Regions from separate parts of the Oryctolagus cuniculus genome. Here regions 1 and 2 are each linked to region 3. Evidence: chromatin contacts called from public Micro-C data. All regions are on one chromosome and are shown on one strand. Each heading gives the region's core, a stretch centred on a gene start, on an enhancer-like site or on the middle of the called end of the contact. The rest is flanking DNA. Distances are from core to core; before and after follow the strand shown.

Region 1 (3,828 bases), core at 475-2,974, 72 kb after region 3:
TCTCCCTGTTTCAATTCTCACAGGCCTGAGCAGAAACCCAGGGACTCAGGCAGGTGTTCGGTCTAGCGGTTAAGAAGCTGGTTTTTTTGTTTGTTTGTTTGTTTGTTTACAGGCAGAGTTAGTGAGAGAGAGAGAGAGAGACAGAGAGAAAGGTCTTCCTTCCGTTGGTTCACCCCACAAATGGCTGCCACGGCCAGCGCGCTGCGCCGATCCGAAGCCAGGAGCCAGGTGCTTTTCCTGGTCTCCCATGCGGGTGCAGGGCCCAAGCACTTGGGCCATCCTCCACTGCACTCCCGGGCCACAGCAGAGAGCTGGACTGGAAGAGGAGCAACCGGGACAGAATCTGGCGCCCCAACCAGGACTAGAACCTGGGGTGTCGGCGCCGCAGGCGGAGGATTAGCCTAGTGAGCCGTGGTGCTGGCCAAGACGCTGGTCTTCAGCGGTCTCCCACACTGGAGTACCTGGGTTGAGTCCCAGCTCCATGGGTGCCAGACTGCAGTTTCCTGCTCATTCAGACCCTGGGAGGCAGCAGCAGTGGCTCAATGAGTTGTTTCTCCTGCACCCACGAGGGAGACCTGGGCTGAGTTCCTGGCTCCTGCTTTCGGCCTAGCCCAGCCCCAGGCATTGCAGACATTTGGTGAGTGAACCACAGGATGGGCGTTTTCTTTCTTTCTCCCTCTCAATAACAATAAATCCAGGGGCTCAACGGGGAGCTAAGAGTGTTCCCGAGAGATGAAACCGGCTCAACTTCCTCTTCTTCTTAGAGCAAAGGACTGGCCCTCTAGGACAGGTGCAGACTGGAAGGCTACAGGACTTCATTTCAACCTCAACAATCCTACGAGATACACGTTATTCTCCCCGCTTCACCTTCCCAGAGGTGAAGGCCTTGTGTAAGCGGCAGAGCAGCGACTAGAATTGAGCGTGATCTAAGCCCTAAACCCAGTCTCTCCCTTTGGCTGATATTTTGAAAAGAACTGCAGGTGTTGGGGTGGCTGAGGCCAGAGGGCTACAGTTCCAACGGAACACTGTGAACTGTAAGCAGAGGGCTAGGGACACGCTCAGACATCTTACCCTTAGAAGACAATTTTGTATAAACACGAGGACAAAGGAAATCCAGGTCATATTTGTAAAGCAGTCACTGCTCCAGCTGGTTGCAAAAATGTTTTTTGCACGGTCACGGTCACTTTAACACAAGACTGGGGTGGGGGGGCGGCAGGCAATCACCTGGACTTCTTCTGTCTTCCCCCATGGCTGCAGAGTGATGGTGGAGAAGCCAGCGCGAGAGCGCGAGGCGTCCGCACGGCTGACAATGACCCCTTGTTCTAGAGGAGGCTGGGGGAGAACGTGGGGGGAGCTGCCTGTCGCCTGAGGAGGAGGCAGCAAAATGTTTTTCCAGCAAAAGCTCGCTCCAGGGACAGCGTGACCTTAGGTAGTTTCTGTCGGACAATGAGTTTTCCTCTCACGCTGAGCAGGGCTCCGTGTTCCCAAACCGAGAACACCACAGGCCACAGCCGAGCGGCGTGTTCCAGCCCCCGCGTGCAGCGGACGCGACAATGCCCTGATTAGTTAAATATGCTTTGGAGAGAAAGCGCTTCTCTGTTTCCCAGCCCTGATTAGGTTACGTGGCAGAGGGTGGGAGCCTTTCCTCTGGGGACTGGGGGGCTCGTTCCACGGCAGGGAGCCCTGGATGAGGAGAGCTGAGCTCCAGAAGTCCAGCTGGAAGTCCCGACCGCCAGAGCGCGACGTGGGGCAGATGCTCGGGAGGTCCCTGGCCCGCCAGGCTGCCCTGCCCGGCTCCCTCTGCTGGGTCACAGTCACAACTGGGATTGCAATTATGACGGAATTGTTTTTTTACTTTATTCTAACCACCACTGCTTTTGAAAAAGTAATTTAAAAAACCTGTTTCATATAAAAAAATTCCTGGGTCCGTTTTTATTGTCTTTTGTGTTTGTGTTAATTTTTTTTGTTTAAGTTCTGAAATAAATATTAAATACTGCAGTCACCAGACACTGCAAACTGGACAGTGACAAAAAAAAAAAAAAAAAAAAAAAAAAAAAAAGAAAGAAAGAAAGAAAAGAAAAGGAAAAAAAATCTCAGTATTATTTGCTATTTCTTAACAAATATTTTTTATAAGTAATTTCTTTCTTGGAGTTCTTTTTAGAACAATTGGTTTTAACTGTTCATATAATTTGTATTCAGTGGAGAATACTATGTGCATAACTGCCTTAGTCTTTTACCCTTATGCAGATAGATATATTTTGAATATTTTCTGTATAAAATATATATTCCTTGTGGCCAGCGCTGTGGTGCAGGTTAATCCTCCGCCTGCAGGGCCAGCATTCCATATGGACGCTGGATCTAGTTCTGGCTGCTCCACTTCTGATCCAGCTCTCTGCTATGGCCTGGGAAAGCAGTAGAAGATGGCCCAAGTCCTTGGGCCCCTGTACCCACATGGGAGATTCGGAAGAATCTCCTGGCTCCTGGCTTCGGGTTGGCGCAGCTCCAGCCGTTGCGGCCATTTGGGGACTGAACCAGTGGATAAAGACCTCTCTCTCCCTCTCCCTCTGCCTCTTCTTCTCTCTGTGTAACTCTGACTTTCAAATAAATAAATAAAACTTAAAAAAAATAGCAAGTTTGGGGGCAAAAGGTTAAACCACCGTTGGCAGCCCCAGTATCCCATAGGGGTGCCAGTTCCCCATATGGGTGCCAGTTCGAGTGTTCAGCTTCTGATCCAGCTCTCTGCTAATGCGCCCAGGAAAGCAGTGGAAGATGGCCCAAGTGCTTGGACCCCTGCACCCACGTAGAAGACCTGGATAAAGCTCCTGGCCTTGGCTTGGCCCAGCCCTGACCCACCCACTGCAGCCATTTGGGGAGTGAACCAGCAGGTGGAAAATCTCCCCATCTCTAGCTCTCCCCCGACCCCTCACCCCAGAACTCTGCCTTTCAAATAAATAAAGTAAGCCTTTAAAAGGGGGGAGGGGCTGGCACTGTGCTATAGTGGGTTAGGCCTTCATCTGTGGCACTGGCATCCCATACAGGCACCAGTTTGAGTCCTGGCTGCTCCCCTTCTGATCCCGCTTCCTGCTTATGTGCATGGGAAAGCAATGGAAGATGGCCCAAGTGCTTGGGCCACTGCATCCACGTGGGAGACCCAGATGTAGTTCCAGACTCTGGGCTTTGACTTGACCCAGCCCTAGCTGTTGCAGCCATTTGGGGAGTGAACCAGCAGATGGAAGATCTTTCTCTCTGTGTGTCTCTCTCTGTCTCTATACCTTTCCATCTTTCTTTCTTTCTTTTTTTTTTTTTAACATTTTTAAGCTTTTATTCAGTGCAAAAGATGCAAAGGAGAGTGAGGGCTTTATCTAGAGAGAGAGAGGTAAATCTGGGTTCATACTGACTACCAGGAACCAGCCACATGGAGGAGCACCTAGGCCAGGAAACATGGGGGCGGGTGGCCCAAAGGCTACGCACCCTGGAGGCGCAGGGCTGCAGCAAGCCCCATAATGGCAAAAGGCCAAGGAAAGGAAAGCCTATAACTATACCTTTCAAATACATAACTAAATCTTAAAAAACATAAAATATGGAAAGTTTATTTTCAAATGTTCGCAGACATCACCACTAAATGGACATATTTTCATTCTTTCAATGCCTATCTAAATTTTCCTTAACAAAAACATATATATATATATTTTTTTTTTTTTGGACAGGCAGAGTGGACAGTGAGAGCAAGAGACAGAGAGAAAGGTCTTCCTTTTTGCCGTTGGTTCACCCTCCAATGGCCGCCGCGGCTGGCGTACTGCGCTGATCCAAAGGCAGGAGCCAGGTGCT
Region 2 (3,656 bases), core at 678-3,177, 100 kb after region 3:
GCACGGCGCCCTCGGGGTACCCGGCCGGGGCCGACACGGCCTTCTTCCTGCGGCCGCTCTTCCTGCGCGGCCGCTTGCCCAGCATCCCCTTCCTCTCCAGCTGCGCCTTCAGGCGGGCGATCTCCTCCTGGAACTCCCGCAGCAGCGTGTCCTTGGGGTCCTCGTTCACCCGGGGCTTGTTCTTGATGTTCTTGGCTCGGTTGGCAAAGCGCAGGGTGGACAGGCTCTCGTCGTAGCTGTGAGAGGCTGGTCCCAGCGTGGCCACCATGATGGTCTTGGCATTGCCCCCTAGAGAGTCCTGGAGCAGCCGGGTCAGCTTGGAGTCCCGGTAGGGGATGTGGGTGCTTCTGTTGCCCGCCAGGGCGGCGATCACGTTGCCCAGGGCTGACAGCGAGAGGTTGATCTTGGAAGCTTCCTTGGGCCTCTCTCCGCCACCAGCCCCGCCGCCCCCGCCCCCTCCACTGCCACCGCCGCCACCCGCGGCTGGTGCGGCAGTCCCCCCGGCTGCATTGGGGCCTGCCTTGTTCTGCCTCTCGCTGCCAGCCAGGTCCACCAGGTTGAGCTTGCCCACACGGATGTGGTCCTGGCCGTCAGTGCCCCGCTCGCTGCACTCTACGGTGATGACAAAGATGGCATGCGAGCGGGAGCTGAGCTCGTTCATGTGGGTGCTGCCCACCGCCCGCGCCTGGTTCCCCAGGTTCATCACGTGCTCAATCTCCTTGACGTTCTTGGTGACGAAGGAAGACAGGTCCTTGATGTAGACGCCGGTCTCCGGGTTCTCCTTCAGCTCCAGCCTCTTGCCCGGCTCCTTGGAGAGCAGGTCCCGGATCTCCTCCTGGTAGATCTCCAAGTAGGAGGCCCGGACCAGGTACTGCTGGTTCTGGGAGCGGGAGATGTGCGTGAAGATGTGCTCGAAGGCGTTGGGGATGACGCCGCGCAGCTCGGGCTCCACCCAGGTGCCCTGCATGGTGTAGGTCTTGCCGGTGCCCGTCTGGCCGTAGGCAAACACGGTGCCGTTGAAGCCCTGGAGCACCGAGTCTATGAGGGGCCTCACGGTTTCGTCGTACAGGTCTGCCTGCTTGGAGCTGGCATCGTACACGGCGTCGAAGGTGAAGGTTTTGGGCAGCTCCCCGGGCGCGGCGCGGGGGTTCCGCAGGGTCACCTGGCCCAGCTTCACGTCCATGGTCAGGATCTGCTCGTGACCCGCAGCCTCCTCCTTCCTGCTGAGGGGGCGGCACCGGGCCACCACCTTCAGGGCCTCGCTGGCCTTGGTCTTACTGGCCATCTTGCCGCCCGGCAGAGTCCCGCTGTGCGCTCGCTGCCCTAGGTCGGGATGGGCGCGGGCCGCGCAGCCCCCGGGCGCCGCGCCTCAATCCGCATGCGGCCTCCGAAGGTGGGGATGCTGGCGTGGCCCCGCCGCTGCTGCACCAGCGGGGAGGAGGAGGGGGAGACGCACGGTCAGGCGGAGTCCCCGGGCAGCCGAGGGAGCAGCGCCGGCCCGAGGGCAGCGCCCGGAGCCCGCCCCATGCCGGGGCAGAGGCGGCGCTGCCGTAAACAGCCGCGGCAACAATGAGATAAAGGAAGAGGAGAATGCGATGGGGGTGGGCGGCAGAGCTGTCTCCTCCGCCTCCGCCTCCTTCCGCTAGGGATGCATGGCGGGGCCGGGGCGCCGGGCGGCGGGGTCGCGGCCCTCGCGAGCGCAGAGGCTCACCTGGAGTCCTGACCCGCGCCGGGGGCACCAGTCATCGCAGCCCGCGCCGCTGCGGCTGCCTCCGCCCGCGCCCCCGCCGCTGCCGCCGCCGCGGGAGACTGACGGAGAAAAACAGAGGGGATGGGGCGGAGCAGCGGCGGCCCGAGGGATGTTGCCGCCGCCGCTGCCGCCGCCGCCGCGCTGCGGCCCGGGCGAAGCCTCCCGGCTGGGGTGGGGCGAGGGGCGGGGCCGCGGGGCGGGGCGCGCGGGCGGGCGCGGCCGTGCGCGGGGAAGGGGGAGGCCGCGCAGAGCACGCCGGGAGTTGTAGTCCCGCCTTTGTTGTCGGCCGGCGCGGCGGGCTGCAGCGCCCTCGCGCGCGCTCGCGTCCGGGCGGCCTCTCGCGCCGCGGGCGAGCCCTCGAGGGACGTCAGGCGCGCGCCCCCGCCCCCGGTCTCGCGGTCCCGCCCTTCCGGCCCGCAGGTGTCCCCCCCTCCCCACGACAGTCCCCTTCAGGGCGCCTGCAGCGCCCCCCACCGCCTAGACGTTCCTGGTTCAGCTTGCAGCTCCAGGGCCTGGGCTGCACCCCCAGGGCAGGGCAGGAGGGGCCGCGTCTCCTCGCCCGCGTCAGCACCCGCAGCCTGCTCGCGCGACTCCTGCGTCGCTGCCCCGCGGCGTGCCGACTCTGCAGCTTCACCGCCCTGACAGTGCACTCTCGCAGTCCACCCCCGCCCCGCACCTCCTGCACCCCAGGCCCCCAGCTAGGAGCCGCACCCTTCTTGTCCGTTAGGAGCCAAGTTTGGCTCCGTAAGCTGCTTTGCCCCTTTGTGCCTTTCCCAGAGACCCTGTCCTCTTCTGCACTTGGGGCGCCGCCACTTGGACACCACTGGCACCTCCTCCTCCTCCTCCTTCGTGGAGCCTTCCCTGACCCCTGGGTTTTTTCCATAGCAGAAGGAGGCATCGAATTTGCATAAAACACAACCTGCATTCCAGTTCCGGTTCTGCTCTCCATCCAAGCTGGGACTGGAGCAGCCACCTGCTTTGCCCCAGCCTCCCTTTCCTCATCCGTTTAAGAGACTGTCTCCTTCACGGGGTGGGCGGGCAAGCGGCTCCGGGTTCCTGGAGCATCCCGGAGAGCAGGCGTGTGCCGGATGCTCTTTTCGGGATCTTCACTCCCTCCCACTCTAGGGTGCAATTTAAGTGTAATTCTACAAGTGCAAGGACAAAGTCAAAGTCCTTTCCGTGGAGCACTGGGTGGGGACTGAGTCCTCCCCCCAGATGTGTCCCATCGTGTCCTTGGAGGGCCCAGAGCCTTTGCCGTGTCTTCCCTGGGGCTGGAAGGTCGAGAGGAGGAGGAGGCATGAGGCTTGGCTGGGAGCTCACTCACCTCTGCAGTGTCCTGTCCGCCCTCCACCCTCTTCTTGATCGGGCTCCACTGCTTGTGAGTAACTTGGCTTTGGGACCAGTTGCCGGGTGGGGTTTTGGCTTTGTAGACTGACTTCTCTTGGCTGTGACAGGCTGACTTCCGGATGGACCACTTGGCTCTTAAGCCATGTTCCTGTTGCATTTGGCTTTGGTTTTTGAACGCCCTTTTCTCTGCTTTGGCTGACACATCTGATGCTACGGCTGGATGAAAGGGCCACCCCCTGGGAGAGCGTGCGTCCAGCTCTTCCTGTATGGGACGCAGATCGGAATCTATTGCTTCTAAGACGTGTGACTCTGAACGCACTGTTGAACTTGTCTGAACAGCTGTCCCAGCGGGAAACCTGGGGATGAAGTGACCATGTGGGTGAAGGACGTGGGAGGCACTCGCGAAATAGTTTTCCTTTCTTTTCTCCTTTGAGTTCAAGCCTATTCACCTTCTACCCAGACAGAAAGAGAGAGGGAGAGGAAGGGGGAGGGGGAGGGGGAGGGAGGGGGAGGGGAGGGGCGAGCTCACATCTGGATCACTCCCCTGGTGCCCACGACA
Region 3 (3,786 bases), core at 1,268-3,767:
AAGATTAGCCTATTGATCCGCAGCGCCAGCCCAGACTGCTCCACTTCTGATACAGCTCTCTGCTATGGCCTGAGAAAGCAGTGGAAGATGGCCGAAGTCCTTGAGCCTCTGCACCCGCATGTGAGACCCAGAAGAAGCTCCTGGCTCCTGGCTTCGTATCAGCACAGCTCCAGCTGTTGCAGCCAATTGAGGAGTGAACCAGTGGATGAAAGACCTCTCTCCTTCTCTTCTCTCTCTCTCTGCCTCTCCTCTCTCTGTGTAACTCTGACTTTCAAATAAATAAAATTAAAAAGAGAGAGAGAGAGAGAGAGAGAGAGATCCACCCTCTCTGCCATCCTCAATCCATACTGTATAAACCAACAATAACAGTAAAGCATGGAACCAATGAGTACTTTCCATCATCTTGGCCACAGCAATTGGTTTAGAAACGTGCAGAAGACCGGCGCCGCGGCTCACTAGGCTAATCCTCCGCCTAGCGGCGCCGGCACACCGGGTTCTAGTCCCAGTCAGGGCGCCGGATTCTGTCCCGGTTGCCCCTCTTCCAGGCCAGCCCTCTGTTGTGGCCAGGGAGTGCAGTGGAGGATGGCCCAGGTGCTTGGGCCCTGCACCCCATGGGAGACCAGGAAAAGCACCTGGCTCCTGGCTCCTGCCATCGGATCAGCGCGGTGTGCAGGCCGCAGCGCGCCAACTGCGGCGGCCATTGGAGGGTGAACCAACGGCAAAGGAAGACCTTTCTCTCTGTCTCTCTCTCTCACTGTCCACTCTGCCTGTCAAAAATAAATAAATAAATAAATAAATAAATAAAATAAAATAAAAATAGAAACGTGCAGAAGACTCAAGCTAAGACTGAATGGGCAGAACATGAGATAAGTAAGGATTATTTCTCTCCAGCAATCACTAGACTTCAACCTGAATGATGTGAGGCTGGGGTTAACAGCTTTTTTGCTCCATTAAGAGTTTGGCGCCGGCGCCGCGGCTCACTAGGCTAATCCTCCGCCTAGCAGCGCCGGCACACCGGGTTCTAGTCCCGGTTGGGGCGCCGGATTCTGTCCTGGTTGCCCCTCTTCCAGGCCAGCCCTCTGCTGTGGCCAGGGAGTGCAGTGGAGGATGGCCCAGGTGCTTGGGCCCTGCACCCCATGGGAGACCAGGAGAAGCACCTGGCTCCTGCCATCGGATCAGCGCAGCGCGCCGGCCGCGGCGGCCATTGGAGGGTGAACCAACGGCAAAGGAAGACCTTTCTCTCTGTCTCTCTCTCACTGTCCACTCTACCTGTCAAAAAAAAAAAAAAAAAAAAAAAAAAGAGTTTGGCAATCAAATCAGCACCCCAAAGACAAAGAGAAGCAAAATTTTGATAATGCCCTATTTAAACACTGAACCAATCATACCTAATGTTCTTTGAAAGTTTTCAGTGACAAATTCCTTTTTCTTCTTTCTACCACTTTGGGATAAGTTTTCTTATCATTTTTTAAGAGTCCTAAGTGAGAGAGAACCTGAGACCAAGATTAAGAACTGGAATAGACAACAAATCTATATTATGAATTCATACACATGGATTCAAGACAGTAAAGCTAATTATGGGAAACAGACTGGCAATAATTAGAGTCTACTAGTCACACAAAGCTTTTAATCATACTAGAAAAGAATTTTCTTAAATCTTCACATGATTTTTTATTTAAGCTTTGTAAATTATTGAACAATATGATGAAATATTCCCAGAAACTAGCCAAAGCAATGCCTTGAAGCTACCAAGACAAGACAATTGTTTAGGATGGCAGAGTTTCCCAGATGTCAAACAGAATCTGTGCTCCCACATCCTTGCTCAAAAGAACCAAGTCCAGATACATCTCTCTCTCCATGAAATGTGCTCTCACCCACAATGACACCCTTCCTTCTCAGCTACTTCAGGTACTTCAAGTAAGTAACTGCCACAGTTAATTACTTCATATTATTTTTCTTATCTCCACTTATTCACTGAGATTTTATTAAAGAGAGAACGTAGGGCTGGCATTGTGGCACATGGATTAAGTGCTACTTACAACATTGGCATCCTATATCAGAGTGCCAGTTCAAAACCCGGCTGCTCTCCTTCAGATCCAACTCTCTGATAATGCACCTGGGAAGGCAGTAGATGATGACCCAAGTACTTGGGTCCCTGCCACCCATATGGGAGAATTGCCTGAAGTTCCAGGCTCCCGACTTCAACTTGGCTCAGCCTTGCTGCAGCTTATATGGGTACTGAACCAGCAGACAGAGGCGCTCTCTCTCTCGCTCTCTGTCTCTGACATGCCATTCAAGTAAATAAAACTAAAAAAAAATAAAAACAAAAACAAACAAAAAAACAGAGCACTGAAAGGAGGCCTCCTGAAGCACAGGACAGCCAAGGGGCTGGCACTGTGGTGCAGCGGAGTAAGCCCAGCCTTAGACACCGGCATTCCATACAAGCAAAAAGTTAGTGTCCTGGTAGTGCCACTTCTGATCCAGCTCCTGGCTAATGTGCCTGGGAAAGCACCAGCAGAAGGCCACATTGCTTGGGAACCTGCAACCCACATGGGAGACTCAGATGGAGTTCCTGGCTCCAGGTTTCAGGGTGGCCCAGAGCTAGTCGTTGTGGCCATTTAAGAAGCAAACCAGCAGATGGAAGATCTCTTTCTCTATCCCATATCTTTATCTGCCTTTCAAATAAATAAATCTTTTTTTTTTAGAAAAAGAGAGAGATTGAGAGAGAAGGCTAAGGAAGCAATCCCAACTTAGATTTCCTGAATTTCACGTTCCTTATTAGAGAAAACTCTAGAGTTTTCTGTGGTTAATACTGCCACCAGCACAATGGCCCCCCCAGAAGTACAATGATCTCTATTTAAAGCTCTGATTCAAATGTGAAATAAAAACCCTTTTGCTTTGGCTGCCTTTCCATGGTTTAAAAGAAAAAATGCAGGCACTGTAAAAAGAACATTACTAAACAGGGAGGGAAAGTTGCACAACAGAATGAAAGGAAAGAAAATACAACTTGCAGTCACTTTTATATGAAGACATTTCTGAATGCCATTGTGATGACTTTTCAGTATTGGCACTCCCTGCTCTAGCTTCTGCCCACCCTAACTGCTTACCAGCTACCAAGGCTCTAGTGAGCCATACCAGCGCTCACACAGGCAGCAGGAGGCAGCTAGGCCTGCATAATCAGTAAGCAGAGTTACTTCTTCAAGAGTTATGTACTAATGACTCACAATAACACAAGCCAGCACAAGGTTAAGTAGAGGGAAACCCTGGAGGAATAGTATGCTGACCTATCACTGGTTAAGACTGTGGGAAGCTTTTCTCCTTTTTTTTATTCTCCCCATATTTTTTAGCATGTACAAGTATTATTTACCTATAAGATATTTTTTCATTTTCATATAGTTAAATCTTGTCCTTTGTGGATTTTGCCTTTGTTAAGTAAGCTTTCAAAAGAATGACATAGGGGTCAGCGCTGTGGCGCAGCGGGTTAAAGCCCTGGCCTGAAGTGCTGGCATCCCATATGGGTGCCGGTTCTAGTCCTGGCTACTCCTTTTCTAATCCAGCTCTCTGCTATGGCCTGGGATAGCAGTAGAAGATGGCCCAAGTCCTTGAGCCCCTACACCTGCGTGGCAGACCGGAAGAAGCTCTTGGCTCCTGGCTTTGGATCGGCGCAGCTCCAGCTGTTGCGGCCAACTGGCGAGTGAACCAGTGGATAGAAGACCTCTCTCTCTCTGCCTTTCCTCTCTGTGCAACTCCAACTTCAAATAAATACAATAAATCTTAAAAAAAAAAAAA

Evidence for each region. A called contact is a pair of places that touch in the nucleus more often than the background predicts.
Region 1: a contact with region 3 is called in a Micro-C map of ear pinna, with 3 times the contacts expected there. The contact joins two enhancer-like sites. A contact is called at or near these places in 2 of 6 Hi-C or Micro-C datasets (ear pinna and an unstated tissue).
Region 2: a contact with region 3 is called in a Micro-C map of ear pinna, with 3 times the contacts expected there. The contact joins the promoter of KIF3C here to the enhancer-like site in region 3. A contact is called at or near these places in 3 of 6 Hi-C or Micro-C datasets (ear pinna, psoas muscle and an unstated tissue).

What each region holds. Positions count from the first base shown.
Region 1 is chr2:176,834,932-176,838,759 of mOryCun1.1, reverse strand. All of the region lies in intron 5 of KIF3C (kinesin family member 3C), which reads right to left. It overlaps LOC103347721 (a long non-coding RNA gene), which reads left to right. Exons shown (of 3, transcript XR_007918313.2): 3 at 1-2,064. Among named protein-coding and RNA genes, the nearest start is that of KIF3C, 30 kb to the right of the region's middle. Within about 2 kb of position 1,724, at least 1 of the 8 cell types and tissues checked has an H3K27ac peak or open chromatin away from gene starts, as enhancers often do. A contact at or near this core is called in ear pinna, where this site is marked.
Region 2 is chr2:176,804,775-176,808,430 of mOryCun1.1, reverse strand. KIF3C (kinesin family member 3C) reads right to left here and starts at 1,927. Exons shown (of 8, transcript XM_008254660.4): 1 at 1-1,927. The coding sequence starts at 1,285.
Region 3 is chr2:176,907,927-176,911,712 of mOryCun1.1, reverse strand. The region is part of intron 1 of ASXL2 (ASXL transcriptional regulator 2); the gene reads right to left. Among named protein-coding and RNA genes, the nearest start is that of ASXL2, 37 kb to the right of the region's middle. Within about 2 kb of position 2,517, at least 1 of the 8 cell types and tissues checked has an H3K27ac peak or open chromatin away from gene starts, as enhancers often do. A contact at or near this core is called in ear pinna, where this site is marked.